4 separate regions of the Mus musculus genome follow, and regions 2, 3 and 4 are each linked to region 1. A link is a contact called in public Hi-C data. All regions are on one chromosome and are shown on one strand. Each heading gives the region's core, a stretch centred on a gene start, on an enhancer-like site or on the middle of the called end of the contact. The rest is flanking DNA. Distances are from core to core; before and after follow the strand shown. Region 1 has its middle 19 kb from the start of Nos1ap. Region 2 overlaps Nos1ap (nitric oxide synthase 1 (neuronal) adaptor protein). Region 3 overlaps Nos1ap (nitric oxide synthase 1 (neuronal) adaptor protein). Region 4 overlaps Nos1ap (nitric oxide synthase 1 (neuronal) adaptor protein).

Region 1 (3,356 bases), core at 364-2,863:
AGGATACAGTAATTGGGATAACTTGTCTAATCTAGGTGGCAGCTTGTATCATTATCAATTGACCCTGAAATTATTGTGTGAGCATCTTGTGAATTGAGACTTTATTGATATATAAATCTGCCTTGTTAATGGAAAGCTTCTAGAGTTTTGTTTCTACAGGGTTACTGGGTGTTGTGGTGGCTGACCACAGGGTGGATGGTCATTGCATGGGGCTGGCGTGGCAACGAAGGGAACTCTGCAGCTCTGGCCCCGCCGGAGAGTTGGCGGGTAGAGAGTAGTTGGATGGAGCATGGGAACTTGGCAGTTGTATTTGTAATACTTCCCGCAACAACATTGCTCAGTTCAGAGTGTTTGCCTAAAACCCTGAGTTTGATCTGAGTACCACATAACTGTAATCCCAGCACACGGGAGAGAGAGCAGGTTGACCAGAGACTAAAGGTCAACTCCAGGTACGTTGTGACTCTGAGGTCACCCTGGGCTACACAAAGACCCCTTGTCAAAAATAAAAAAATTAAAACTTAGACCTGCAGTATGGCTCAGCAGATAAAAGGACCTGTCAACCAAGCCTGCTGACCAGATTTTGACCCCTGGGACCTTCATGCAAGAAAGGGAGAACCAACCCTTGTAAGTTGTTCTCTGACCTCCACACAGTATTGTGGTACACATGGCCACAATCAATCCATCAATGTAAAATCAATACTCATTCCGCTGATGAAAGGAAATTTCCTAACTGGTCCTATCTTCTAACTAAGACCATCTAAAGTCAACAAACATGTACTATTCTGTGACATTCAAGTTCTTTTGGAGGCCAATTGAAAAAACAAATGAATGCCATATTTGGTCACAATTAAGATCTACCTGAGTCCATTTGAGGCCTGGGCAATGGATACCCAAGGCACTTTTATAGTTATTCCCATGAAAGTTTTGACAGGTTTTATTGAATGAAGGATTTCATGAAGCTGGTTTCAAGCTGAATCCCAAAGACAGGGAAAATTTTTCTTGTATTTACCAGGTGCTTGGAGATCGATGTTACCTCATTATGCATGAATTTAGGGAACACCTAACAGATGCCGTTGTTACATAAGATTTCTGGCCACATGGTCAGTCGATATTTGCTAGTTGCTAACTCTGTACTGGACAATAAAAAAATAGATGAAATAATTTCTCTTCTCAAGAAATTCACCTTGATCTAAACAAGGAGTTAACACTGACCTCACAGCCCCAGAATAGCAGTGCATGCCTGTAATCCCAACCTAGGAAACTGAGGCAAGACAATGCCATGAGTTCAAGGCCAGCCAGGGCTACATAGCAAAACCCTCTCTAAATGACCAGACAGGACTGGTATGCAGGTATTTACATGGTACAGAAATAAAACAGAAAAACTAAGGGGTCAAAGTGACTCCAGAAACTAAAGAATAGGTGAGGTATTCTGTGTGGCAGCTAGAGGTGGGGGTGGGGGATGTAGAACCAGGGAAAGTGTCACGAAGGATGCAGTATTTGAGCCCAGCACTGAGGAATTCTATTACTTTCATAAGCAAGAACAGAAAAGATCATTCTGGACAGAGAGCAGAGCCAATCAGGCTGCTGCTATTGGTCCATGTGCTTGAGACCAGAACCTCCTCTCCAAATGCATGTTGACTTTTGCTCTACCAGCTGAGTCCTGTTCAGTTGTCCAGTGAGCTCTTGGGCCTTTCCCAAATTAACTCCAGGACCTTAAGCATAGAGGTTTAGGAGGACATGAGCCAGGCTTCACGCCTCTCCTGAACTCAGACCTCTGTCCTATGACTATACATCTCTGGCCAGAAAGGAAGAGCACTCCACAAAGGCCTTCCCTCTCCTGTTACAGCCGTTAGAGAGAAAGAGAAAGGAAAATGTTGTTCCTCATTTTGAGATCATACAGAAAAAATGATAAAGTCTAACTTGTCCATGGGATTGTTTCTGCATTTGCTCATGTAGAGATACTCACTAGATATACTGTACACAAATATAGTTATAGACATATACAATGGAGAGACAAGCAGACAGACAGACAGACACACATGCACACACACACACATGACTCCAACAGCAAATATCTATAAGAAGATAAATGTAATATGTTGTATATACATGATTAATTAACCCTAAAAAGAAAATAATTCCTGGGGCTGGGGAGACCGTTTCTGTTCCAGAGGAGCCAGGTTCAGTTCCCAGCACCCACATGGTGGCTCACAAGCATCTGCAATCCCAGTGCCAGGGGATCTGACTCCTCTTCTGACCTCTGTGACCTCTGACCAGGCATGGGTGGGGTACACTGAAGTACATGCAGGCAAAACAACCTTACACATAAACACAAAACAAAATAATGAGAGAAAAGATAAGAAAATGAAGATAACTCTTAGCTGGGAGTGGGGGTGCAGATCTAACACTCCGGCGCTCAAGAGCAGGAGATAAGAGGATCATTGCAGGTTCAAGAGCAGCCTGCTCTATATAGCAACTTAGGTATGTTTCCAAGCCAGCTAGTGCTGCATGGTGAAGTCCTTTTAGGTGTCCAAAACCTAAAAAAGCATAGAAAGAAAGAAAGAAAGAAAGAAAGAAAGAAAGAAAGAAAGAAAGAAAGAAAGAAAGAAAGAAAGAAAGGAAGGAAGGAAGGAAGGAAGGAAGGAAGGAAGGAAGGAAGGAAGGAAGGAAGGAAGGAAGGAAGGAAGGAAGAAAGAAAGAAAGAAAGAAAGAAAGAAAGAAAGAAAGAAAGAAAGAAAGAAAGAAAGAAAGAAAGAAAGAAAGAAAGAAAGAGGGAGGGAGGGAGGGAGGGAGGGAGGGAGGGAGGAACTCAACACCTGGATAAACCTTGGGGATGCTAGATATTAAACTAGGTACTTGGGTACTTGACAATGGCAAGCAAGCAGCCAGCACCATTTTGGAGCGGGTTAGTCTGTGGCTTCTGGCTGTATCGAAGCATAACACAAGCATCACTTCAAGTGCCTGTCTGTGGTCTGTGGAGAACACATGTTTCTGCTAACCCTGTCAGGACGGAGGGTGTTTGTGGCGAAGAGGCAGAACCCGGGCCAGGAGCACACTGAACTTGCAGAGCTCAAGGGCTGGAGAGTGGGCTGAGTCTGGGGCCTGAGATGGGGAGGACCGCATCTTCTGCCTCTTTGCTTGTTGGAACCACGGTCTTGCACTCACTGCCCCTGGCCCCAACACACAACTGAAGGCCAGATCCTTGGGAGTTTTGTGCCATGCTGGGAGAACTTTAGCAGAGTAGATTTCCTTTCCCCCTTCCTTTCTCCCTCTTGATTAACATGAATCTGATCTTCCAAAGAAGGAAACGGCTGCTAAGATGAATTTTGTTAAGTATATTTTACCAAAATAAATGT
Region 2 (3,325 bases), core at 242-2,741, 110 kb before region 1:
TGACATACTATCTAGCACCTTATGTCCTCTGCCCTACTTGATAGCTACTAGTTTCCAGGACTCCCACCCCCCCCCCCATTCTGGGAATATCTAAAGGGAAAAACTTGTAATTTTTCTCCTTCCTGCATTTTCAGTAGTTCTAAGGAATAAATAGTAGCAATGGCTACTGAATTTATCATGTTTCAAACCCAGCATGACGATTAAGACACAGATTGTGGGAGCCACACAGCCTGTGTTCCAAGACCAGCTTGATTCCCAATAGCTGTGTTCCATGGCTTAGACAGAATTTGGGTTCCTCTCAAAGCTCCATATGATAAAATTTAATTCCCACTGTTCAGAATTAAGAGATGGAACTTCGCTGGGCGTGGTGACACATGCCTTTAATCCCAGCACTCGGGAGGCAGAGGCAGGTGGATTTCTGAGTTCGAGGCCAGCCTGGTCTACAAAGTGAGTTCCAAGACAGCCAGGGCTATACAGAGAAACCCTGTCTCGAAAAACAAAAGAAAACCAAAGGGGGGGGGGAAAAAAAGAGATGAAACTTCATCTGACTATGGTAATGGGAGGTGGGGCTAAGATAGGGTTTGTAGAAGATCACTGGGATTGGATGAGGTCATCAGGGTGGAGTCCCCATGACTGAGCGTGCGTGCGCACACGCACACACACACACACACAAACATCTTTTACCCCGTATGATGTCCTGCACCACCTCAGGACACTGCCACAGAAAGCCATATGTGGCCATTTCAACTTTGAGCTCCAAAGCTTCTTTCCTTTATCATTTATTCAGTGTATAGGTCTCTGTATAGGCAACAACGACAACAAAGACTAACACACCACCACTCAGGTCAAGTTGCTTACTTTCCTTGTGCCTTGGTTTCATCACCTCTAAAATGTAGAAATAGTTTAAAAACAGCATAAAACCAAACACGTTCTACCCCTAAGACCACAAGCTCGATTACTTATCCAAATGAAATTAAAATTTATGCCCACACAATAACCTTCATACAGATGTTTGCAGTAGCTCTATTCATAATTGCCAAACCTTGGGAGCAGCCAGCAGGTGCTTCGGCCGATGAATAGATAAATAAACTATGGTACATCAAACAACGAAGTAGTAATCACAGCTTGAGAGCTGAGTTAGACAGCCAGGAAGAAAGATGGAGGGCCCTTAAACACGCCTTGGTGTGAAAGAAGCCAGGCTGCAAGACTGTTTTCTGTACGATTCCAGCCACGTGACTTTCTGGGAAAGACAGAGATTGTGGACGCAGTGAAAAGATCTGTAGTTGCTGGGGGTAGGGGGTGGGGTGGGAGAAGGGGAATGAAGGAAAATCAGGCAGAACACAGAGGGGTTTTAGGGCAGTGAAAGTCCCTCTGCTCAGAACCCCCGACCCTGAACATTCACCGTCATCTATTTGTCCAATGCCACGAGGAAGGCTGCTGCAAGTGTGAACCTGATGTGACATATGGACTTTGGGTGATAACAGTGGGTCATGGTAGGGTCACTGATTGTAATCACAGTATCGCCTAAGCACAGCCTGGCAGTAGCAGGGGAGAAGGGACGTGGGAGCGACACAGGGAATTCCTCTGTACTTTCCATGTAATGTGGCTGAAATTGTTCTTTAAAAAAAACTAGCTTATTCATTTTTATCAAGCAGAAAACATTTCCATCTTCATTCAATTGAAAAAGCGAATAAATAAAAAGGTCCAGGAACATGCCAAAATCAGTAAATAAAAGAAGAGGCAAACTCAGGATGTCAACATCTGGCATGCCGGGCAGCGACCTGCCGGGAATGGGAATGGGAGAAAGCAAGCCGGCAGCAAAGATGAACTGTGGTGACTCAGCGCGTGGTCAGGGCCTTCATGCCAACCGCTCAAATGGCAGGCTCCCTTCCAACCTACCTGCAGGATCTGTCACCACAGCCTGTCCCAGAGACCTGAAAGGGTCATATGGGGGCCAGTTCCTCTCCAGAGCCACACAAGGTAAGTCATTCTTACACAACCACCCCAGGCCTACTGGCCTTACGACCTCACCAATGCAGAGGAAAAGCAGCTTTCAGGACTCAACTGTTCAACAACAGAAGGGTCATCAGCTCCAGATCACAGGATTTCCCTTCTCCCCCATATCAATTCCTAGATTTAAAAAAGAAAATTCTCTAGGCCAGCAAAATGGCTCTGTTGGTACAGGTGCTGGCTGCTAAAACTGATGTCCTGAGTTTGATCCCAGGGAGACACATAGTGGACTCAAAAACTGTCTCCTACTGATCTTCTAGTCTTCTGACTGATCTCCATGCACACAGTGTGGCACACCTGTGCCCACATACACCCACACACAAATAAATTATTAAATAAACTTTAAAAAAAAACATTGAAAGTTCCCTGACATGACAGCATTTGCCACTTACAGATGGTGAAGAAAAGCATCAACAGATCAGTGTATAGGCTGGTCAACAGATCAGTGTATAGGCAGGTTAATAGATCAGTGTATAGGCTGGTCAACAGATAAGTTTATAGGCAGGTCAACAGATCAGTGTATAGGCAGGTCAACAGATCAGTGTATAGGTTGGTCAACAGATCAGTGTATAGGCAGGTCAATAGATCAGTGTATAGGTTGGTCAACAGATCAGTGTATAGGCAGGTCAACAGATCAGTGTATAGGCAGGTCAGTAGATCAGTGTATAGGCAGGTCAACAGATCAGTGTATAGGCAGGTCAACAGATCAGTGTATAGGCAGGTCAGTAGATCAGTGTATAGGCAGGTCAACAGATCAGTGTATAGGCAGGTCAGTAGATCAGTGTATAGGCAGGTCAACAGATCAGTGTATAGGCAGGTCAGTAGATCAGTGTATAGGCAGGTCAATAGATCAGTGTATAGGCAGGTCAGTAGATCAGTGTATAGGCAGGTCAATAGATCAGTGTATAGGCAGGTCAATAGATCAGTGTATAGGCTGGTCAATAGATCAGCGTATAGGCTGGTCAATAGTAGAATTGCCAATTTTCAGGATATACTGAAAATGTCCTGGTAGAATTACAGGAAAGAATATGTTAAAAGGATAGTTCATCAAATTGAATTGGAAACTTGTACCTACATAAAAACCTGCCCATGAGTTTATATCAGCTGCTTTCATGATCAACAAATTGGGGAAGCAACCAAAGGCCTTTGCGTAGGTGACAGCACAAACTGCCGTACATCTAGAATATTACCTGGTAACCAAAACAATGGGCTCTCATCACAAAAGGCAGAGATGAGTCTTAACTACACATTGCTAAATAAAAGAAGCAGCTCTGAAAAATCTCCCCTCCCTCCCTGCAGTTCCAATTACATGACA
Region 3 (3,679 bases), core at 701-3,200, 73 kb before region 1:
GAATTGAAGTAAACAAGTAAGACACCTGAGGTCAGACACTAGTCTACACATACACACACACACACACACACACACACACAAACACACATTCAGGGCCTTAAAAGTGTGTGTGTGTGTGTGTGTGTGTGTGTGACTACAGTTCTCTCCTTTGAGAAGCAGGCACCTCCCTCCAACCTTGTTATGTACGTCTATTCTTTCTTGTGTGGATGTGTCTTCATGGCCATGCTCAAATGCATAGTGTGAGTTATCTTTCCTTGTATTAAACAATGTACTTTTCTTTACCTAATAAGCCCCAAATTTGCTCTCCCTGACTCAAACTGAAATTCTTTCTGTAGTATCAATCGAAATCCCAGCCTCACCTGATTAGAGGTCTCAGAAGTTAAATCCTTAGGCTGCTACAGCCCCCACATGAAGCTATGTTCCCTACTGTTCCCGGCAGTGTTTGTATCTGAAATGTCCCCTGAAGACTCCAGTGTTGGAGGCTCAGTTGCCAGATGTCAGACTTTTGGGAAGTCACTGGACCATGAGGTTCTGGCTTCGTTGACGAATTTTGATGGAATGATTGGGAACAGAGACCTATGAGATCCTGCCAAGATGGAAGAAATGGGTCACTGGGGGCACATCTTTGAAGGGCATTTCTTGTCCCCTGTCCCTCTCTGCTTCCTGGCTGCCAGGAAGTAAAGAGCTGTCCTGTGCCGTGCCCTGCCATCATGACACACTGACACACCGCAGGCCCAGAAGCAAGCAACAAAACCAAGTGATTATGAACGGAAAACGTAAGCCAAAAATCCGTCTTTCCTCCCTTATCTCTCTCAGTTATTTGTCAAAGCATAAGAATGCTAATGCAGGAGTTAAAGGAGCCCATGCTGGAGAAGCAGGCAGTGCCACCCTGGAACTTGACTTTCTTTATGAGAAAGTTACAGAGCACTTATGTCTGTTACAGAAAGGAAACACAGAGGCAGAGAGGTCAGGGTTCGGAAATGATGGGAGAATCTGACACTAGCAAAGGAGGCAGCCATCCCAGGCAGGAGAGAGTGCAGACAACGGTCTTCTTTGGGACGTAGAAAAATGGTTTTGGAAACCTAAGTAAGACTGTGCCAGGCCTGGCTTAAATCAGCCTCAAAGCACTGCTTGCTTCCCACTCCAAGACACCAAGAACCAACAGCAAGGGTCCAGACTTGTATGATGGCTTCAAAAGCAAAAGACAGTTTCAAGGAGAAACTGATGTGAACAAGTTTTTTGTTTTTGTTTTTGTTTTTTTAAGGGTGGGAGTTCAAGATGTGGTTTCTCTGTATAGCTCTGGCTATTCCAGAAATCACTTTGTAGACCAGGCTGACCTCAAACTCACAGATATCCACCGACTTCTGCCTTCCAAGTGCTGGGATTAAAGGCATGTACCACCACTGCCCGGCTTAGCATGAATGTTTGGGGGAGGCGGTGCAAAAGACTCATGCTCCGTACAACAGTACCAAATACGTCTCCATTGCTCAGTCTTGTCCATCTACCCCAGCAGAAGCCACATCTTATTCTCTCCCCTTCACAAGAAGTCTCCTCAACAGTCACTTTGCACAACCCATACAAGCAAAACTTCAGAAGGGAGCCTCTGAGGAAACATCCGCTGCTCCTTACACAGAATGGAGAGCTTGCTGCCATGAAGCCACTTCCAGTCATAGAATACCTGTCAGTCACTCACAGACAAGGCTTGTCCCCAGGATGGGTGACAGGAAAAAACTCACCCTCAGAGACAAACAAGAAGCAAGCCATAAGCTCAGGCTGGCGTCTGGCCCAAAACCACACAAAAGCATGGTGCCTTGGTGGTTAGAACCTGTAGTGTTCTATCTCCTCACCCTTGGAGTTACAGGAAGTTCAGAGAGCAATACTAATGAGGAAGGGATGAGGCCAAAACTCAAGCCAGGCACAGGCAGCTCCTACTGGGTCAGGGTAAATGTTGCAACATCTCAAAGCAGGGCTCTGGGCCATGGGAGGCTTCAACTACATGCTTGCCTCTCCTGAGCTGGGAAGTTCCTTGGGGCAAGAACAGTTAGGTGCAGGACTGCAACCGGAAGCAACTTTACACACAGTTAGATAGGACAATCAGTCCAGTCTTCCAGGCCACGTCCTGGTTTTAGCCCTGAAATCCCCACAGGCCAGGTATCTCCAGCCCTAGATAATAGTGGGATAAGGTGTCCTCTCCTCTCGACCCTGAAGGGTTCCCATAACAGAGGAGTAAACACCCTAACCTACCAGATAGCATAGGTGCTGCTATGCAAACTCCTTCCCTGCGCTCCTCATGGGAATAAAGGGAGATTCCAAGAGAGAAAGAACTGCCCTTTAGGGTGACCTGAAGTAGCTGTGCTTTGAATGTTTGTTCCCCAGGACTTAACGTGTCAGAAACTTAACATTCAAAGTTACAGGCTGGTGGTAGTTGGAGCTGGGGCCTCTGGGAAGTGACTGACTGAGGGGGGCTGGGCCCCTGTGGAAGGAGTTATCCATTCTCCAATTAATGAATGTATTGCTGTAGGGGTGGCTTTGTTTTAAACGCTCCTCTGATCTGCTTGCTCCTTCTTATCCTGTGACTCCCTCTGCCTCCCATAACACTGCAGGACGGTCCTCATAGGTAGACTGCCCTTGGTCTTCCCAGCCTCCAGAACCATGAGCTAAATAAACCATGACCCCTTATTAGGTATCCGGCCTTGGACATTTTCTTATAATGACAGACAGTGGACAGCATCGACCTCAGATCCTGCCTGGCCAGGATTCAGTCACACCAGCTTCTTCACCCCCTGACAGGGTTGGATCTGGCATGGCCAGCAAATGAAGGAAATAAAGGCTCTAGCACCATAATTATTAATAACCATATTAATATAAATTCCTATATTTTTATACAAATTCCGAGAACTTTACCCACCCCATTGCTACAGTCTTATCCTCTTGGGTCACTGTGCCCACATTTACAAAACCTAACCAAAGGAAAACCACATATCCCATCAACACCCTGCCCTGTGGCACAAGTCAGGCAAACTAAATATAATCTCCCAAGACCTACAGCAAGAACCACACAGTTACCTTCCTCCTCTAAACCCATGAAAACCATGATAACAAACGAACGAGAGCAGCTTTCAACTGGTGAGGTTTTTATTAATTTTCACTACATTTACTTATTGATAGGGAGGTACACAGGCCCACAACACAAGTGTAGAGGAAACTTGTAAGAGTCAGGTTCTCTCCTTCCATCAGATGGGTCCCAGGGATCGAACTCACGTCATCGGGATCAGTGGCAGGCACTTTACCTGCTAAGCTATCTTGTTGGCCCTCAACTGATGAGTTTTGAGGCAACTGGCTACTAGTGAGTAGTATATATTTGTTATATCAACTACAGTTGCTTAGCAAGCCAACATATTGCATACCTAAGAAGAAAGCAAAGAAGCTGCTTGATACAGTCTTTTTCTCGGGTTTATATGTAACATTGACTATAAGGAATGGATACTGGCTTCAAAGACCATCCCAGCACCCCGACCCACCCCGCCCCTTACACATTTAGTCTCTGTCACAGATCAACTGGTGTTTACACATATACCCCAAACCAAGGAGAACTGCTGCTTCTTGCTTTCAGTTAAGGGGGCTGCTGTATCTGTGCATTCACAAATAAATATGCAAGATGGAGACACATATAAGCAAC
Region 4 (3,690 bases), core at 732-3,231, 92 kb before region 1:
GTCTCCTTTACTAGCCAACCTCAGCGCATGCGTCTCAGTTGGAAGCGCTGCAGGACACGGATGAGGGAGAATGCTGCTATTCAGCCGCAACCTTTGGCCCTAGTTCACAATAGTTTCCCCAACGATACAGGAATATGGGCTCTGGGGCTGGAATGGGAAAGCCATCCATTCTGCCTCTCTCGGCTCTGGCGAACAGGCCCACAGCAAGGAAACTTGAGTTACGGATGGATCCGCACACAGCCCCACCTCTGACCACTCACCCGGATTCTGCGCATGGCAGCCACGATCTCAACCCTGCTGTTGGGTCTGGGCACATCCAGGCTTCCCACGTACTGTAGAAAAGAAGCAAAGAGAAAATGAGATGGCGGGGAGGCAATGTCCCTAGTCACAGAATGTCAAGGGTGCAAAAACTTTGAGGCCACATGGTTTCTCTTCCCATTTTACAGAGGAGGAAATTACAATCCCAAGGGCTATCATCTGCTTTTGAAATTGTTTCTAGATTTTAATAATAAGTAGGCAGCTAACCAGAAATGGCTGCTTCCATTTTCATCTTGCTCCTAATGTAGCAAAGCCCTGTGTTTGGGTAAGAAGACGTCTGAATCAGAAAGGCTCCTTGTAGAGTTCTGACCCTGCCTATAGGACATGGTAAGAGCAGTTTTCTTTTTCCCCTTTCAATTTCTTCATCTGTAAGAGCAAATAAATTATACACACACGGGGGGGGGGGGGGGGAGGGGACCGGGAGAGGGAGAGGGGACAGGGAGAGGGAAAGAAACTCTTATAATAAAAGTGTTTGCCAAAAATAAATGCACTAAGAGAAAAATAGACACTTTTGGTGTTATTGTCTGGGATTTTTGTTTTGTTTTGTTTTGTTTGTTCTGTTTTGGATTTGTTTGTAGTTTTACAAGCCCCCACTCTTAAACCCAGGCTGGCCTGGAACTCACTCTGTAGCTCAGGCTGGTAATTGAATTCACAGCACGCCTCCTGCCTCAGACTCCCAAGTGCTGTGACTGTGCAGCCTGAAGCACCACATCTGGCTACTCTTTTTTAATTACTGGAATTTTATTGAGTTATTTCTAGACATATTGTAGACCACCAACATTTTGTTAAGTTCCTGACTGGAGAAAGAATGGACTAATATTAGCTTTATAAAAAAAGTACTCAATTGGACTTTTTATTGCTTTTTGAGACAGGTTCACCATCTAATTGAGACTGACCTCAAAATCACCTGTTCCCCTGTCTCAGCCTCCTGAGTGTCCGGGATTACAGGTGTGCACCACCACACCTGCCCTGATTATACTTTGAAGTTGTCCACTAAACCAGATTGCATTAAGGTTAATGTTTAACATGTATTTCCTTGCTAAAGACTATTCAATAATGCAAAAATAAGCAAACAAAAGAATCAAGCCCTCACTCTCAACTGATTAGTACCAGTCTCTGTCTTTGCTTACCAATGGGCATAAATTCAGACAATTAGTTCTAAGGGGGGGGGAGGCTGTATTATTCAGGAATTTAAATACAACCCAGGTATCTAAGTCCGTGCAGGCAGGTGATCAAATTGAACATCAGGCCTTCTTTCCTGACAGACCCTTCAAACCATATCCCTTCGCTTCCCTAAATCACCTCACCTACTTGTCCAAGAGTTAGCCAAGGAGTTAGCTCTAAACAGCTTGATACGTACCTAAGCAAAGGTTGACTCAACAGAAATAGGACAGTCATGTTTGAAAGATAGCCCCTATGGTTACGGGAAAAGAAAGTTTTTCCCAAAATTTGGAGCTAAGGACTGGCTCCAGTCAGAAGAATTTCACAAATGGCACTGGGAGCAAATGGATTTCCCCTAGTATTGACCAAGAGCATGTGTTGACACACTGAAGAATGAAGTTCCCAGCAGCAGATGAGTTGGCTGGTAAACCACGGGTACACTATAGTCCGGCCCCTTGGGGAACCCACCCAAATACATGGGCTTATTGACCAAGGACCTTGAACCTTGCTGAGGCAACAAAGCCCCTAGGTTTCTCTATGGTTAGTAATTCTCCCCAGTGGACTCTGCTGGGGATTCAAGGTCAACAATAATAGGTCAGTGACCTGAGCAGCCAGAGATGGCAAGGCGCCATTCATGATTACCCAACTTCAAAGGCCCTCCAGCCCAGAGGGAGTTTCTGGGATCCCTTTGCGTGTTCCGTGCTGCTCTTCCCTGAACCCGCTGGACTCAGAAACACAAACCTTCTGGGGCTCAGATCCTCCTGCAACCATGTGAAGTCCAAGGCCTCGGGACTGAACAAGGTCACTATTGTAGAGGAGCCGGAGCGGGAAGAGGAGGTACACGGAAGAGGAATCGCTGCCAGTCCAGAAGAGAATGCTAACCACAGAGCCTGAACACAAACACCCAAAGGGGACCGTTCTCTGGCTATACCGCAGCCCACCTCTCCATCCTGGGGAAGGATGCAGTTAGACTGAAACAATTAGGAAATGATGGGGCGGGGCGGGCAGTCTACATATAAGAGGGCCCCTATTCCTAGGCCCATCCTTGCCCTACAAGAGCCTGCCTCCCTCCACCAGGCCCCCACCCAAGCTGGTATGTGCACTCTGCACACACCTATATGCACTCGCACTTGCACCTAAACCTGTGTGTGTGTGTGTGTGTGTGTGTGTGTGTGTGCTGACATACCTCAAACACATACACACACCCACTCACAGTGCACACCCACTAAAACACTCACCACACTCACACCACACACCTACGTTCCCTTCTTCCCCCACTCCCTTCCCTGTAAAGAAAACTCACAAGTCTGCCTTCCGGAAAATGAGTCTGCAGGAGCTAACCCAGCTCCATCCTACTGCACCTTAGGGTCAACTGCAGCGAGTAGGAGGGTGTAGGCAAAGGAGGACTCAGGTCTCCATCTCCCAGACAAAAGTTCAGCTTCCACGCTAACAAACATGAATCAAAATGAGAGCCAGGATGCCCAGGAAGCAGCGAGAGCAGAAAGCCAGCTCCTTGGGCCAAAGCCGAGGGTGTGATCACTGAAATCACCTCCATTTCTACCACAGCCAAGCGGGCAAGCAATCATCTCTGTACCTGACCTAACCACTACCACCCCCCACACACACACACAGCTAAGGCTTCTATCTCGAGCAAGCCGTGAAACGGTCTACAATCACTCCCACTTGCCGGTCGGTCAGGTCATCCTTGATGATTGCTCTTTTTTGGTGGTCAAGTTCACAAGTTTTTATAACCAACTGAACTAAGCCAGGAGCCTCCATTCTAGACAAGAAAGGTGGTTCCAGGCTAGACTTAATCCCAGCTGAGCTAACAAACTGCAGAGGTGGTGGCTGCTCTCACTTCCTACTGGAATCAGGCAAGGCCAGCTCCCTTTCTCCAGTCAAAGTCTTTCGGTGGGGGAGTTATCAACTAGAAATGTCTTTCCCTTTATCTGCATCCTCTGCAGGATCCTGGGGTCCAAGGGACCCAAGGACAATGAAAGGGGCTTATTCAATACCTAGAAATTAAAAGAATAATTTCCAAAATGGCAACTTGTTTCCTTTCCTTCAACTCCCCGTATCACATCCCTCCCCTTACCCACCTCATCTCCCTCTCACCCCCCTCATCCCCCTCATCCTCCTCATTCCCTTTATCCTCCTTATCCCTCTCATCACCTTTATTCCCTTTATCATCTCTCTCATTCCCTTTATCCC

Evidence for each region. A called contact is a pair of places that touch in the nucleus more often than the background predicts.
Region 2: a Hi-C map of liver shows a contact between it and region 1, with 3 times the contacts expected there. The contact joins two enhancer-like sites. A contact is called at or near these places in 5 of 39 promoter capture datasets (frontonasal cranial neural crest, hippocampal neurons, liver and 2 more), 18 of 484 Hi-C or Micro-C datasets (the G1E-ER4 cell line, the HL-1 cell line, the HPC-7 cell line and 9 more), 3 of 115 datasets of contacts at active chromatin or transcription factors (the HPC-7 cell line, craniofacial prominence and liver) and 1 of 9 other capture datasets (pancreatic islet).
Region 3: a Hi-C map of granulocyte-monocyte progenitors shows a contact between it and region 1, with 2.7 times the contacts expected there. The contact joins two enhancer-like sites. A contact is called at or near these places in 1 of 39 promoter capture datasets (liver), 3 of 484 Hi-C or Micro-C datasets (the HL-1 cell line, granulocyte-monocyte progenitors and nephron progenitors), 2 of 115 datasets of contacts at active chromatin or transcription factors (embryonic forebrain and embryonic stem cells) and 1 of 9 other capture datasets (adipose tissue).
Region 4: a Hi-C map of liver shows a contact between it and region 1, with 6 times the contacts expected there. The contact joins two enhancer-like sites. A contact is called at or near these places in 2 of 39 promoter capture datasets (hippocampal neurons and liver), 21 of 484 Hi-C or Micro-C datasets (ECoMG-derived neutrophils, the G1E-ER4 cell line, the HL-1 cell line and 9 more), 4 of 115 datasets of contacts at active chromatin or transcription factors (the HPC-7 cell line, craniofacial prominence, embryonic stem cells and 1 more) and 2 of 9 other capture datasets (adipose tissue and pancreatic islet).

What each region holds. Positions count from the first base shown.
Region 1 is chr1:170,607,013-170,610,368 of GRCm38.p6, forward strand. No RefSeq gene overlaps it. Among named protein-coding and RNA genes, the nearest start is that of Nos1ap, 19 kb to the left of the region's middle. Within about 2 kb of position 1,614, at least 20 of the 459 cell types and tissues checked have an H3K27ac peak or open chromatin away from gene starts, as enhancers often do. A contact at or near this core is called in granulocyte-monocyte progenitors and liver, where this site is marked.
Region 2 is chr1:170,494,515-170,497,839 of GRCm38.p6, forward strand. The region is part of intron 2 of Nos1ap (nitric oxide synthase 1 (neuronal) adaptor protein); the gene reads right to left. Among named protein-coding and RNA genes, the nearest start is that of Gm46171, 45 kb to the right of the region's middle. Within about 2 kb of position 1,492, at least 12 of the 459 cell types and tissues checked have an H3K27ac peak or open chromatin away from gene starts, as enhancers often do. A contact at or near this core is called in liver, where this site is marked.
Region 3 is chr1:170,533,546-170,537,224 of GRCm38.p6, forward strand. The region is part of intron 1 of Nos1ap (nitric oxide synthase 1 (neuronal) adaptor protein); the gene reads right to left. Gm46171 (a long non-coding RNA gene) reads right to left here. Exons shown (of 2, transcript XR_001779534.1): 2 at 1-3,679. Among named protein-coding and RNA genes, the nearest start is that of Gm46171, 5.4 kb to the right of the region's middle. Within about 2 kb of position 1,951, at least 54 of the 459 cell types and tissues checked have an H3K27ac peak or open chromatin away from gene starts, as enhancers often do. A contact at or near this core is called in granulocyte-monocyte progenitors, where this site is marked.
Region 4 is chr1:170,514,355-170,518,044 of GRCm38.p6, forward strand. Nos1ap (nitric oxide synthase 1 (neuronal) adaptor protein) reads right to left here. Exons shown (of 10, transcript NM_001109985.2): 2 at 261-332. Among named protein-coding and RNA genes, the nearest start is that of Gm46171, 25 kb to the right of the region's middle. Within about 2 kb of position 1,982, at least 14 of the 459 cell types and tissues checked have an H3K27ac peak or open chromatin away from gene starts, as enhancers often do. A contact at or near this core is called in liver, where this site is marked.